Regions from separate parts of the Mus musculus genome. Here region 1 is linked to region 2. A link is a contact called in public promoter capture Hi-C data. All regions are on one chromosome and are shown on one strand. Each heading gives the region's core, a stretch centred on a gene start, on an enhancer-like site or on the middle of the called end of the contact. The rest is flanking DNA. Distances are from core to core; before and after follow the strand shown.

Region 1 (6,015 bases), core at 950-3,449, 3.7 Mb after region 2:
CTAAAAGAAAAAAAAATTGCCCTTGACATTTCTTTGATCTCAGGGGAGACATGAGGTCAGATTGGAAACCTGCCACATGCATGCAGAGGGTGCTGAGGTCAATTCTCAGCGCCCACATCGGGCAACTCACAACTACCTATGACTTCAGTTCTGGGGACCAGGTGCCCTCCTCGGATTCACAAGCACTTACCAACCTACAGACACATCCACATAATGAAAAAAAAAAGAAAGATACATTTCACAAACTAGTCACTGTGCCTTTGGATTGGCTAGATCTAGGGATGACAGATTTAGCATATAAAGATCCAGCTTAAATTTTTAAGGATTTACTTATATTATTTAAAATTATATCTAGGTGTGTGTGTGCAAGTGCACATGGAGGACAGAAGCCTCCGTTCTCTGGAGCTGGCGTTGCAGACGGTGTGTGCTCTCTGATGTCGGGTCTGGGATCTGAACTCAGGTCCTCTGGAAAAACAGCAGGTACTGTTGAGCACTGAGCCATCTCTCCAGCCCATCCTATTTAACGTATTGATTAAGCAACCTTAGATTCACACCCCTCCTGAACACTGAGTTTCAGACCTGTAAATTGAAAATGTGTCTTCTCTTGGGGGTAGCGCTGCACTTGGGGGCACGGCTGGCCTGAAATCCAGCTTAATAAGTAGCAGCTCTTACTCCTGATGCCATCTGATGTCTGAACTACATCAGCCCCTCCCTCCCCCCCCGCCCCCAGCCATGGTTACCGGGTGTGGGATGCTCTCACCTATGTTGATGGCCTCGTAGACATACTCAGGATCGTGCATGAGGTCACACAGAGCCACTAGGGCTTTCTGCCTTGTCAGGAGATCCCTTGACTGTAGCTCCTCATTAAGCTTGCTCAAGGCCCGGCAGCCATAAGCAATGGCGGCTTTTGTGGGGTCGATGTCAGGAGGCATATACATGGAGATGCGGGCATGAGCCATCTTTTCACACCTGCCAAAGGGCTTTGAAAATGAACCTCTGTAGAAACTGCTAATAAAAGAACAACAACAACAAACACACACAGAAGAAAAACTGTCATTATTACTATTATCAGGTAGAAGCTTATCCATCTCAGCCTCAAAACTGTCTGTGAAGACAAACAGGGTGGATACTTTCATCTGGATTTACTGATGAGCAAACAGGGGCTGACCAGATTTCTCAAGGTCACGGCACGGGTGTGGCCCAATGACAGAAGAAAATGCTTGGGATACTTGGTAGATTGGTTCCTTAGTCACAGTACCAAAGACGAGGGGGGGTTGCGGGGGGGGGGGGGATAGGCCAGCCAAGTAAAAACCAACATGTGTTCTCCTTTGATGCTCCTGCTTAGCTGGTGACAGCAATAATTTGTGACTGCCAGTTAGATAGATACTAAACTGCTTAAAAAGAGCTGTCCATGTAAGGAAATAGATTTTTGGCTAGGGAGTTGGTAAAGCTAGAAACTATCAAATAGATGCCCTGTTCCTTCCTGTTGGGGACATGCTTAGAACACTTTTGCAAGAAGGGTTAAAGAAGGATTTCTTGTCCCCCACACATACACTCTTTGAACAACCATAGGCAATGTGGCTTCAGGGTTAAGACTGGGATATAGTCCAGGTCCACGGGCTATCCTTGACAAGTCACTCCCTCTTCTATATGCATCATCTCTGCAGCTGAAGAGTTAGGTATTTCCTTTCTGCCCTTCCAGCACAGCCATATAACTGATACCCATGAGCCTGGCTGGACAGAACTTAGAATATATTGATTGTGGTTATTATCCTGATCACTATTGCAGAACCTGGCAGGACTCAAACTCTGAAGTTAAAAAACAACAACAACAACAACAACAACAACAAAAAAAAAAAAACCAACAAAAAAAAAAAAAAAAGAAAACAAAACAAAAAACCAAGGCAGGCCACCAGCCAAGACAAGGAGGAAAAGCCCCAGACTGGGAAGGTAACAGCCATCTCTAAAATGGGGTTCACTCCAGGGGATCTTAGTCTCTGGGACATGGGCTGCCCTCCTATAAATGGCACACACTACAGGAATCCTGCTACCAGCAGGAAAGGCGAGACCCAGGCTGTGAGGGCACCAGCCCCGTGTGAATGGAACTGGGTGGGTCAGGAAGCCCCCTATGCCCTGTGCCAGGCACCCACCTCACAGCTGCCTCACTTGCCTCAGTGCGTGAAGTCTCCTGGTGTCTGCCAGCCAGAGCGCTTGGCCCATTACCAGGCGACCTGGTTGCTAGGAGACTGCCAGCGTCTGCAGCTTCTCGGTCAATACTCTGGGGAGCCAAGGCGCAGGCGCAAAAAGACTAAGGCTAAGCCCAGTGAAGAAGGGAAAAACAACATAATTTTACAATGTTACTATGAAGAACAAAGACAAGTCTCCTTAGTGGTACAGATTTCCTGTGACCTTTGCATGCTTTGGGCCATCCGGGTGAAGGAGTAACTTTATACAGTTCAAGGCTAAGAATCTCAAGGAAATTCAGTTGCTCTCTCCGAGTCACGTAGACCTGACCCCAGAACTGCCCGGTCAGGGCCCATATTTCTGCAAGCTGATCCACCCAGTACATACTGGCTGAAGTGGTTTTCTAGGCCCCCAACACCACCTGCCTAACATCTCCTTTGGCTCCCCAAAGACTGTCTCCTCACCGAGTCTGGGTGGTGGTGCATGCCTTTATTACCGGCTACATGGGAGGTAGACACAGACAATATAGCAAGACCCCATTACACTCTCCATACACATAGGAGGGCCCCACCTAACCCCCCTCCCATATACATACAACATACCAAAACCCTGCCTAGTGTACTACACATGATATAGCAAGCCCTGACTAACTTCCCTAACATATACACATACGCCATATGGAGACTTTACATAAACCTGCATGTGCGCACATGCGTGCACGCGCACACACACACACCCTAAGACCTTGCACAAACTCAAACACACACAGAATGTAACAAGACATCTGTCTGACATCCCCCATAGACACAACTCAGTAAGAGCCGCCTAACCCCCTTAACATAGCAAGACCTTGCCTGTGTCTGTTTCATTTACTGCCTCTCTGTACCAAGCATATGCCAAGAAGCGTTTGATAAATGCAAAATGAATGACTTATGGGCTTGAGTTAAGAGTTACAATTTAAAAGCATTTTTTCTGCAATTCACACATTACCAAATGTATTAGTTACTCTTTCCTCGACGTGAGAGAATGCCTGGGAGAAGCAACTTACGTGAGAAAAGCTTTTAGTTTGGCTTGGAATTTCAGGAGGTCTGACCCACCGGTGCTTGGCAGACTATGGCAGTGGGAAAATATGAACTATGAACCAGGGATGGAGAGGAGAGGAGAGGAGAGGAGAGGAGAGGAGAGAGGATAGCTATTTCTAAGGACTTCCCCTCAGTGACTTGGCCCCTCCCACAGTCTGACGCTTCCACCATCGGGGGAGCAAGTATTCAAAGCATTGTAGTTTCCCTTGTTCTTAGTCGGGTCAAAGGTCACTAGGAGAGAGGTCACCCATTGGGCACATGAGACAGTTTTTTTGTTAGTATGACGAAAAACCAGACAAAAGGCAAATTGAGGGGAGAAGGATTTATTTCAGCTCACATATTGAGGGTATGGTCCATCATGGCAGCAAGGCAGGACAGCAGAAGTGACTCTGAGATCTGACACTTCACCTTCTGGTAACCCGATGGAACTAGGCGCAGGTAAAGGCGAACGCTGGGGCCCAACTGGTGCTCAACTTATATTCAGGGTAAGTACTTCTCAGTTAAAGCTCTCTGGAAACATCCTTACAGACACTCGCAGAGGTGTTCACCTGAGGGTAACTCTAAATCCTGCCAACAGTGATGCTCAAATATGGCAGACTGAATAATAGTTTCCCATCAGTTGGACCTTCCAGCAGTGTCGGCCCTATTTCCCATGCTGCACTGCTGGCGTTTCTCTTTCTCTTCCGGTCCCAGGTGCCGCGAGCGCTGCAGGTTACCGTGCAGACATGGCCAGGTCCAAGAACCATAGAACCAGTCCCAAAAATGGCTCAGAAATGGCGTCAAGAAGCACACACCTTTAATCCCAGCACTTGGGAGGCAGACGCAGGCAGATTTCTGAGTTCGAGGCCAGCCTGGTCTACAAAGTGAGTTCCAGGACAGCCAGGGCTACACAGAGAAACCCTGTCTTGAAAAACAACAACAACAAAAAAAAAAAAGAAAAGAAAAAAGAAAAAAAAAAAGGAAAGGAAAGGAAAGGAAAGGAAAGGAAAGAAACCCCAGCAGTCACAAAGATACGAATCTTTTAAGGGATTTGACTGCAAGTTCCTAAGGAACATGTGCTTTGCCAAGAAGCACAACAAGAAAGGCCTGAAGAAGATGCAGGCCAACAATGCAAAGGCAGTGAGTGCGCGTGCAGAGGCCATCGAGGCCCTGGTGAAGCCTCAGGCCATCAAGCCCAAGATGCCAAAGGGCCCCAGCCGCAGAGTCAGCCGTCTGCCTTTCATCGCTCACCCCAAGCTTGGGAAGTGGATTCGAAGCTACATGGCCAAGGGGCATAGGCTCTGCCAACCAAAGCCCGAGGTTCAAACAAGGCAGAGGCCAAAGCTCCAGCTAAGGTCCAGCTTCAGCTCCAGCTCAGGCTCCCAGAGGGGCCCAGGCCCCTGAGACGGCCCCATAGAAAAAGGCTCCTGCCAGTGTGAAGACAGATGGACTGCTGGGACACACCCACCTACCTACACACTATTTGCAGATGACCAGTGTCTTGGGCTTTTTTTTTTTTTTTTTTTTTTTTTTTTTTTACAAATAAACTTGAGGCAAGAAAAAAAATAGTTTGCCAGTGTTTTGCTGTAGAGAACACCTCTAGATCTGGGCAATGGTGATGTGTGTTTAGATGCCTTCTCGGGGATCTGAAGGCTCCTTCTGATGAAGACTACTCAGTGGAGTCTAGAGACATCTGATGGGTGATTGAGAAGGGATGAAAAGCCAGGGCAGCCGTAAGATTCCACTGAAATGCTCTTTGTCCCTGCATGGGGGATTGATCTTTTTGGAGCTAATCTTTCAGTAGCTGCTATAAAATAAACACCCAGAGTCCCAAAGTTACCACCCCCACCTCATGTCCTTAAAGTCCAGGAAGACATAGGCAAATGGTACACGCCCATTATTCTATCACATGGGGGAAGGAGGCAACAGGATCAGGAGTTCACAGCCACTATCATGGAAAATTTGGGGTCTGCCTAGACTACACGAGGGCTTGCTACAAGCAGTTTTTAAAAAGACTACAGGGGAGCTCTGTCAGCATGGCGACCATCATCTGTGTCTAACCCACCCTGGCAAATCAACATAGGCCTGTTTCTCATTTTGTTCCAGGAGAAAAACGGGTCTACCAGTCCTGCCCCATCCCCACTCCTTAGCCATAAAAAGCCTTGCCTGCCGATCCTGCACACACCCCGGTCTCCTCTCTATTACTTCTGTGCTACAAGAACTCAAGTCTCCAGCAGCAGCATCCTCACAAGAAACCCTTAACCTTATCGGGGCCCTTTAAAAGCTGAGTAACCTGAGCTTTGGAGATATAGGACCCTTTAAACTTGAGGCCTTAGAAGTGGAACCACTTGCCAGGCCGTGGTGGCATAAGCCTTTAATCAGAGCACTTGGCAGGCTGAAACAGACAGATCTCAGAATCTCTGAGTTCAAGGCCAGTCTGGTCTACAGAGAGAGTTCTAGGACAGCCAGGTTTGTTATACAGAAAAACCCTGTTTCCAATGTGTGTGTGTGTGTGTGATGGTGGTGGTGAGAGATAGCTCAGTGAGTAAGAGCACTTACTGCTCTTCTGAAGATACTGAGTTAAATTCCCAGCACCCACATGGCAGCACAGCTTACAACTGTCTGATGCCGTCTTCTGTACAGATGTACATGCAGACAAAAGTACCCATATACATAAAGTACAGAAAGAAATCAAATCATTCAACAAAGGTCTCAAGCAAAGGCATAAGAATACTTCCTGTTGCATTAAAGACAATTGAAATAGATCTAC
Region 2 (6,624 bases), core at 2,531-5,030:
GTCACCCTGTGGGCAACCAGGCTAGAGAGGCACGGTTCACCCCCCAAAACCCCCGTCCTTCCTGACACCCTGACGTTGGGGACTGGTCACGTTAGGGATAGTTACAGAACCGAGCAGTATAGACGATCCCTATTTGCTGAATGAATCAGTGGGGCTCACTGTAATTTAATTTTTTTACTTTTACTCAACTAAAGGTTAGAAGTAACCAAACCCTGGGGTGTGGCGTTTTTATATCGGGGCAGTCAGTCACGCATATCGCACAGGTTGTAGTAATTTTAACAGTTGATCACCAGGGACTTTACACTAGCCAAGTTTCACAAATTCAATTCTAGTCAGATTTCTACAAACTTCTGTTTTCAACGCTAGGGAAAAAGGCCATTTTCAGTGGTTTCTCAGACCACTGTCACCAGCGGCCGGATGCAAAGTACGAAAGAAACTTGGAAATTGAAGACCTTGGATTGGGTTTCTTTACCTAGAATTACAAAGCCAGCAAAAGCAAAACACCTACGACGTGACCAGTCCCCGGTGTCAGGGTCTCAGGAAGCGCAGGAGCGTTTTGGGGTGGACTGCGCCCCGCTATCTTGGTTGCTCACAGCGTGGCTGGCCCGGGAAGTGGTCCAGGGCCGGGATGCCGGCCCGCACCAGCATCCCCCGAGCGCTCCGCAGGCCTGCGCCTGCCCTTGTGCTGGTCAAGGTGACAGTCCGGATAAGGGTGGCGGGGACCGGCCGCGGGCGGCTCACCTCGCACAGCGGAGTTGGAGCTGAGGCCCATGGCGCGGGCAGCAGGAAGGCCGTGGCAGGACCGCGCGAGCGAGCGCTGGGGACCGCGGAGACTTGGGCAAGACGCGACCTCGGGGCCCACTCACTGCCACTGCGCAGGCGCCGCGGCAAGCTGGGAGCGCGTGTGCCGGCGCGCCGGTAGAGTCGCGCATGCGCAGCTGGTCCAACCCGGCAGACGGGTGAGGATTTGACAACCGCGGGATAGCCTTAGGCGCCAAGGCGGTGACTGCGTCTGCGCCGCCCGGGCGAGCCTATCCAGGCCGGGTTTTACCGTCGGTCCAGTTGAGAGCGTTTCAGGTGACTCAGGACAAGTACCTGCAGGACTGTCGGCCGATGGCCTGCCGATCCTTTGACTTTTGGTAATAAGTTACACAAGGTGTGGCCAGCTCAGCTGTGGGTCCTGCAAATCTGACCAGCTCCACTGTGGGTCCCGCAAAGACAGATTTTGCCTTAGGATGCCAGTGCAGGCACACGGGCATCGATGGAGCTGTGTCTAGAGCTTCCTCTAGCCACATTGGGCCTCCATCCCTTCAGCCTCTGACCCTGCCACTCATGCATCCAGAAAGTCCCAGAAAGACAAAAACAAAAACAACTTGCTTCGGCTGGTGAAGCAGCTCAGCGGCTCTCTGCTTTCACAACGGTATGGTGTTTGCCCAACATGCACAACACTCTGCCTTCAATTCCCAGCATTGCCATGAATAAATAAACATAAGTAGACTGTCCACTTAGAAAAACGATTTAGAAGGCTGCAGTGGCTTAGATGCCTAGGACCAGCTTCTGCATGGAGAGGGGTTCTGAGAGAAGGGGTGCCTGGGAGCGGCGAAAACAAACGACTTGGGTCCAAGCTGGCGGCCTTGGTTCTGCTAAGATGGCTTTCCAAATTGCCCGCCCTCTTTCCCTCCTTCAGTCTGTCTCTCTCTCTTTTTCTCTCTGTGTTCTGCTCTGATGTAGACAGATTTTCTTGCTATTTTACAAATTCTGATTGAGATAGCTTTCTCTGCTAGTAAAACTAGAAGCTATCAGGAAAAACTGCTACAAAAAATTATTGGATCTTCAAACCAAGTCGGAAATTCTCTCAAGAAAATATTCTTGAAGAGCTGTTTTCGATCTCCAGAGATCTCCATACAGCTCTGCTCTCCTTAGAGGAAATTCTATTTTTTTTTTTTCTTTTGGTTTTTTGAGACAGGGTTTCTCTGTATAGCCCTGGCTGTCCTGGCACTCACTTTGTAGACCAGGCTGGCCTCGAACTCAGAAATCCGCCTGCCTCTGCCTCCCAAGTGCTGGGATTAAAGGCGTGCGCCACCACGCCCCGCTTAGAGGAAATTCTAAAGAACTGTTATTGCTGTCTGCTAGCTCAAAAGTCCTGGTTTGTTTTTTTTTTTTTTTTCATTTTTCTTTTTAAATTTACACCTCAATTCAATTATTTATTCCAGGTTCTCTTTTGATTATCCTATGAATCAGCATCCCCTGACCCCACCCCTTTGATTCTTAGGAAAACAGCAAGCACATGTTTTCTTTTAACATTGCAAAAGAATTCCGAGATCTGCCTGCTGTGTTACACACGGTTGCTAAGCTAGCTGGGTGGGATCAGCTAGCTGGGTGGATCTCCTGAAAAGACCATTTCTACCTGAGCTTGGATTTGCTGTGCCCCAGGCTGAACTTGAACTCAGGAATCTGCCTGTCTTTGTATCTTTCTGACAAGCTGGCTCATTAGTGCAGTTGTCTTTGCTCCTTTAGAGTCCTGAAGCCCCTCATAATTCATATTGCATCCTGAAGGTCCTGGGTTTACCATTTTGCTGAAACATTAGCCACACCTTTGCCTCCTGTAATACTCATGCTGTCTTAGATTATCATGGAGTCATTATCCTTAAGAGAGAGGACATTCCCTGAAGGGATGTGAAAACATGTACATTATTTATTACACAAACAAGCCTTATGCCCACAGAAGACACTGGACACTTTCCACGAAGGGCTCAGCAACATCTGGAGGCTCACACCAGGGCCCTGTACCAGCAGCAGGAACTGTGTTACTCTGTTTCCACCAGAGTTTGGCACTTAAGAGATTCAGCCTTGGGGCTGAAGAGATGGCTCAGCAGTTAGGAGCACACTGCCTGCTCTTCCGGAGGTCATGAGTTTAATTCCCAGCAACCACATAATGCTCACAGCTATCTGTAAAGGGATCCGATGCCCTCTTCTGGTGTCTGAAGACAGTGGCAGTGTACTGAGTACTCACAGACAATAAATAAATAAATAAATCTTTAAAAAAAGCATTATTAAAAAATTTTTTTAAAGGAGATTAAAAGCAATATATCTTTTGCATAGGACCTAAGTTTGATTCCCTGCGTCCTCATCGGTGTGCCCATAATGCCCGTTACTCCAGTTCCAAGAAACCCCACTCGTTTGGCTTCCCTGAGCACAATTAACAAGCTTAAGAAAAAAAAAAATGAATTAAGATGACTGTCAATGTCTAACACATAAACTTGTCATGAGTACTCTGAGGTAGTGGTCGGGCAGGGTGCCAACTGGAAGGTGTGAGAAGAGACATCTTCAGTCAGGATGCTTCTGTCTCTTTGATCTGAAAGGGCAGGGCGTTGTGGGAGGTCTGCCCCTAACCAGTCACCTCTCTGGGTTGCTCTGCTGCGGGTCTCCTAGGTCTAATGAGTTTTTCACATAGGGACTCCGGACGCCAGTTCGCTCCCTGAAGTGCTTGCTGGTAATGATGCAAGCAGGGGCATTTGAGACAAGTCCCATCCTGCGGCCTCTGAGCATGCTCAGTGCAGGTCGGCAGCGGGCTGGGACTCTAGACCCGCTCAGTTTGGCGCTGGTCTACCTTCTGGACGTGTTCCGTGGAAGGGGTGAGCAGGTCTGGTCCGGTAGCTTCTGCGCATGATCAGTGTGGAGCTGGCCCCGATCCAGTAGGGTAGCCTCTGGGCATGCTCGGCACCGCTGGGCGGGATCCTGGCGAGTAGCTGTTGCGCATGCTCAGAGTGGAGCTCGCCCGGCCGGAGCGCACAGGGGGCGGGCAGAGGCGGGGCCGCGGCGCCCTTATCCCGGGCGCGGGCGGCCGGGGTTCAGAGTGCGGGCCGCGGAGCGGGCAGCGCGGTCTCGGCATGGGTCCGCGCGCTGGGCCTGCGCGGGCGATGCCGCCCCGGTCCTCCCTGACGCCTGACGCCGAGTGTCGCCGCCCCGATGGCCGCCGAGCCCCCAGCGCTGCGCCTGCGGCCGCCGGGAAGCACCGGAGACAGCCCGCCGGTGCCGCGCCTGCTCGGAGGCTGCGTGCCGCTGTCGCATCAGGTGGCTGGCCACATGTACGGCAAGGACAAAGTGGGTGAGTGCGGCCTCGGGTCCCCTACCCCAGTCCTCTCTGTGCTCTGTCCCGGCAGTCCCCGGCCTCCGCCGTGCCTTGCTCTGGCAGTCCCCGGCCTCCGCTGTCCCCAGCCTCGGTGGTGTTGTGGGTTTAGCCGTCGCCACCCCTACAGTCACTGGTCCCCACTCTCCCCACCCCGGCATTCTCAGGCCTCCGGGTCACTGTCTTAGCTGTCCCCAGCTCTTCTGTCCCCACCCTGGCGTTCCCTGGCCTCCCATCCCGGTCACAGCTGTCTACGACTCTTCTGGTCCCCACACGGCAGTCCCCGGCCCCAGGCGTCCCGCAGCCTAGAGTCACCGGCTCCCGTTGTCCCGAGTGTCCCCTGTCCCCGGGGGTAGGAAGCCGGGCGCCCCCAGGAGCAGCCACAGGCTCCTAGTGGCGCGGAGAGGCGTGCCCCTTCGCTCCAGGGAAGGCGAGTGATGATTGGAGAAGGCGTTAGTAAAAATAAGGAACTTGGTTTTCTTTTCTGGACCGGGAAGTAAATTCTCTCTGGAGCTCAAGCTCTGTTTATTACCAGGAATAGTAATTGTTAGAGGGACCCAGATGCTTGATGCTAACCCGTCGCAGGAGGGGAATCAAAAGCAAACTGCTATATGTTTTTAAACTTGCCTTGGCTCATCCAGGATCACTCCCTGTCCCTTGAGAAGGATTCTCCAGTGTCTTTGATTGCGCTGGGAGGCGTGGTTCGGCGGTGCAGATCCTTGCCTCCTGGGTAGGCTTCACACTGGCTGTTCCCGAGAACAGTACACATATAAAATATGCATTCTTTCCTTATTCATCTTTATAGACTGTTCCCTGGCATTTGTTATGTGCTTTGTGAATTCAAGATTTGTAGAAACAGCGCAGGGTCCACTCCAGGGCAGAGACTGTAATTCAGTCCGATACTCACAGCGTTTGGGCACGGTAGTCATATGAAGTGTAGGGTGAACTTGGGACTCTTGTGGATATCTGACCCGGAACAACCGTTAGAGACGGTATGTGGGTATGTGTTTTGCTGATAAAGCGTTTCAGGTTTAGGCTGGTAAGGCAATAAATTTCTTTCTTTTCTCTCTTCAGTGGTATAGAGGATTGAGTCTAAGACTTTAGGTAAGAGCATTACCACTGACCTACATTCCCGAGGACTTCCTCTTTTTCTTTAAAGACAGGGCTCCCTAAGTACCACTTGGAACTCACTATAGCCTAGGCAGGCCTTGAACTTTGGATATAAAGCTGAGGGTATAGGCATGAACCTGCATTTTAAGACAAGCCTGGTTAAGCATCACACTGACACACTGTCCCAGAACCAAACCAACACCCACCCTTTACTGTGCTTGTGGGAAGCACACAGCCTGGAGCTCAGCTGCCATCAGGAAATGTTGAAAGACTACATCAGAGTTAGGAAACTGCACACTTGAGGTTCTTGGCTAAGATATTTCCTTCTGTGCATCATATCTGGAGTCTGCTTGACCCGAAACAATGGGATTCCTAAAGGCCTAAGAAAGTGATTAATTCCCTGGAGGTCCTGGAGACTATGTAAAAAACAGACCCAAATCAAGATCATCTGTGATTGGCACCTGGGACTAGCTTACAATGCTAGCGCCCTGTTTAGAGCCAACTGGTGAATAATTCCAGAGTGCCCTGATTGTGACTTTAAACCATGTCCCAAACAAACAGCCTGGAAAGAGCTAATTTCTCACCCGAACTGCTTCGTTGAAAAAAACGATTGAGATTTCAGAGAAAGTAGTCCCTAGTTTTGCTCTTAAGGGTTTTCTTGTTTGTTTGTTTTCAATTTCACTAGATTCTTTTGACTGAGAGAACAGGTTCTTGTGGTGCCCGCAGCCTGATGTTTGTTCCCCTTGGATTCTCAGATGTTTACACTGGAGACGGCACCAGTCCTCTTCCCTGCTCATAAATAGATAGCAAGGTAGTCAGCCGTTCAAAGTTCAGCCATTTTTATTATTCCCTTCCACTGTCACAGATGGGTCACATTGCTTTGAGCAGTGGTTCTCAGCCTTCCCAATGCTGCGACCCTTCATACAGTTCCACCTGTTGTTGTAACCCCCCCACCATAACACTGCTTTCATCAGTACTTCATGACTGATTGTGATTTTGCTGCCGTTATGACTCGTTATGTAAATATCCACGTTTTCCTAGGTGACTCCTGGGAAAGGGTCTTTCTGCCCCCAAAGCGGTCACAACCCACAAGTTGAGAGCCACTGTTTAGATCCTACCCAGCACACTGCCGAGGGGCCACCACCGCCTTAGTCCTCACTAAGCTGGGGAACACTTTGTAGAGGTTGTATTCATTGTCATGTTTAACTGCAGCTATACACTGTAACGGGGGTTTTCATTTTAGGATTGATCTTGTCTCAAGGACAGGAAAAGAAAATCATGCCACCCCTCATTGGTTGCCCTAGGGTTAATAGCTGCCACCTGCATTCTGAGTGCCCCTGGGCCATTGTTTTGGGGCACTTAACTATACACACTGACAGCATTCT

The links. Promoter capture Hi-C pulls out the DNA fragments that hold promoters and counts their contacts.
Region 1: a contact with region 2 is called in a promoter capture Hi-C map of second pharyngeal arch cranial neural crest. The contact joins the promoter of Rsph14 here to the promoter of Ipmk in region 2. A contact is called at or near these places in 5 of 39 promoter capture datasets (cranial neural crest, frontonasal cranial neural crest, maxillary cranial neural crest and 2 more).

What each region holds. Positions count from the first base shown.
Region 1 is chr10:75,030,354-75,036,368 of GRCm38.p6, forward strand. Rsph14 (radial spoke head homolog 14 (Chlamydomonas)) reads right to left here and starts at 2,200. Exons shown (of 7, transcript NM_001163535.1): 1 at 2,151-2,200; 2 at 761-1,005. The coding sequence starts at 959. Gm40692 (a long non-coding RNA gene) reads left to right here. Exons shown (of 4, transcript XR_003948909.1): 3 at 356-480; 4 at 3,960-4,125.
Region 2 is chr10:71,343,983-71,350,606 of GRCm38.p6, forward strand. Ipmk (inositol polyphosphate multikinase) reads left to right here and starts at 3,781. Exons shown (of 6, transcript NM_027184.2): 1 at 3,781-4,108. The coding sequence starts at 3,970. It overlaps Cisd1 (CDGSH iron sulfur domain 1), which reads right to left and starts at 867. Exons shown (of 3, transcript NM_134007.4): 1 at 742-867. The coding sequence starts at 772.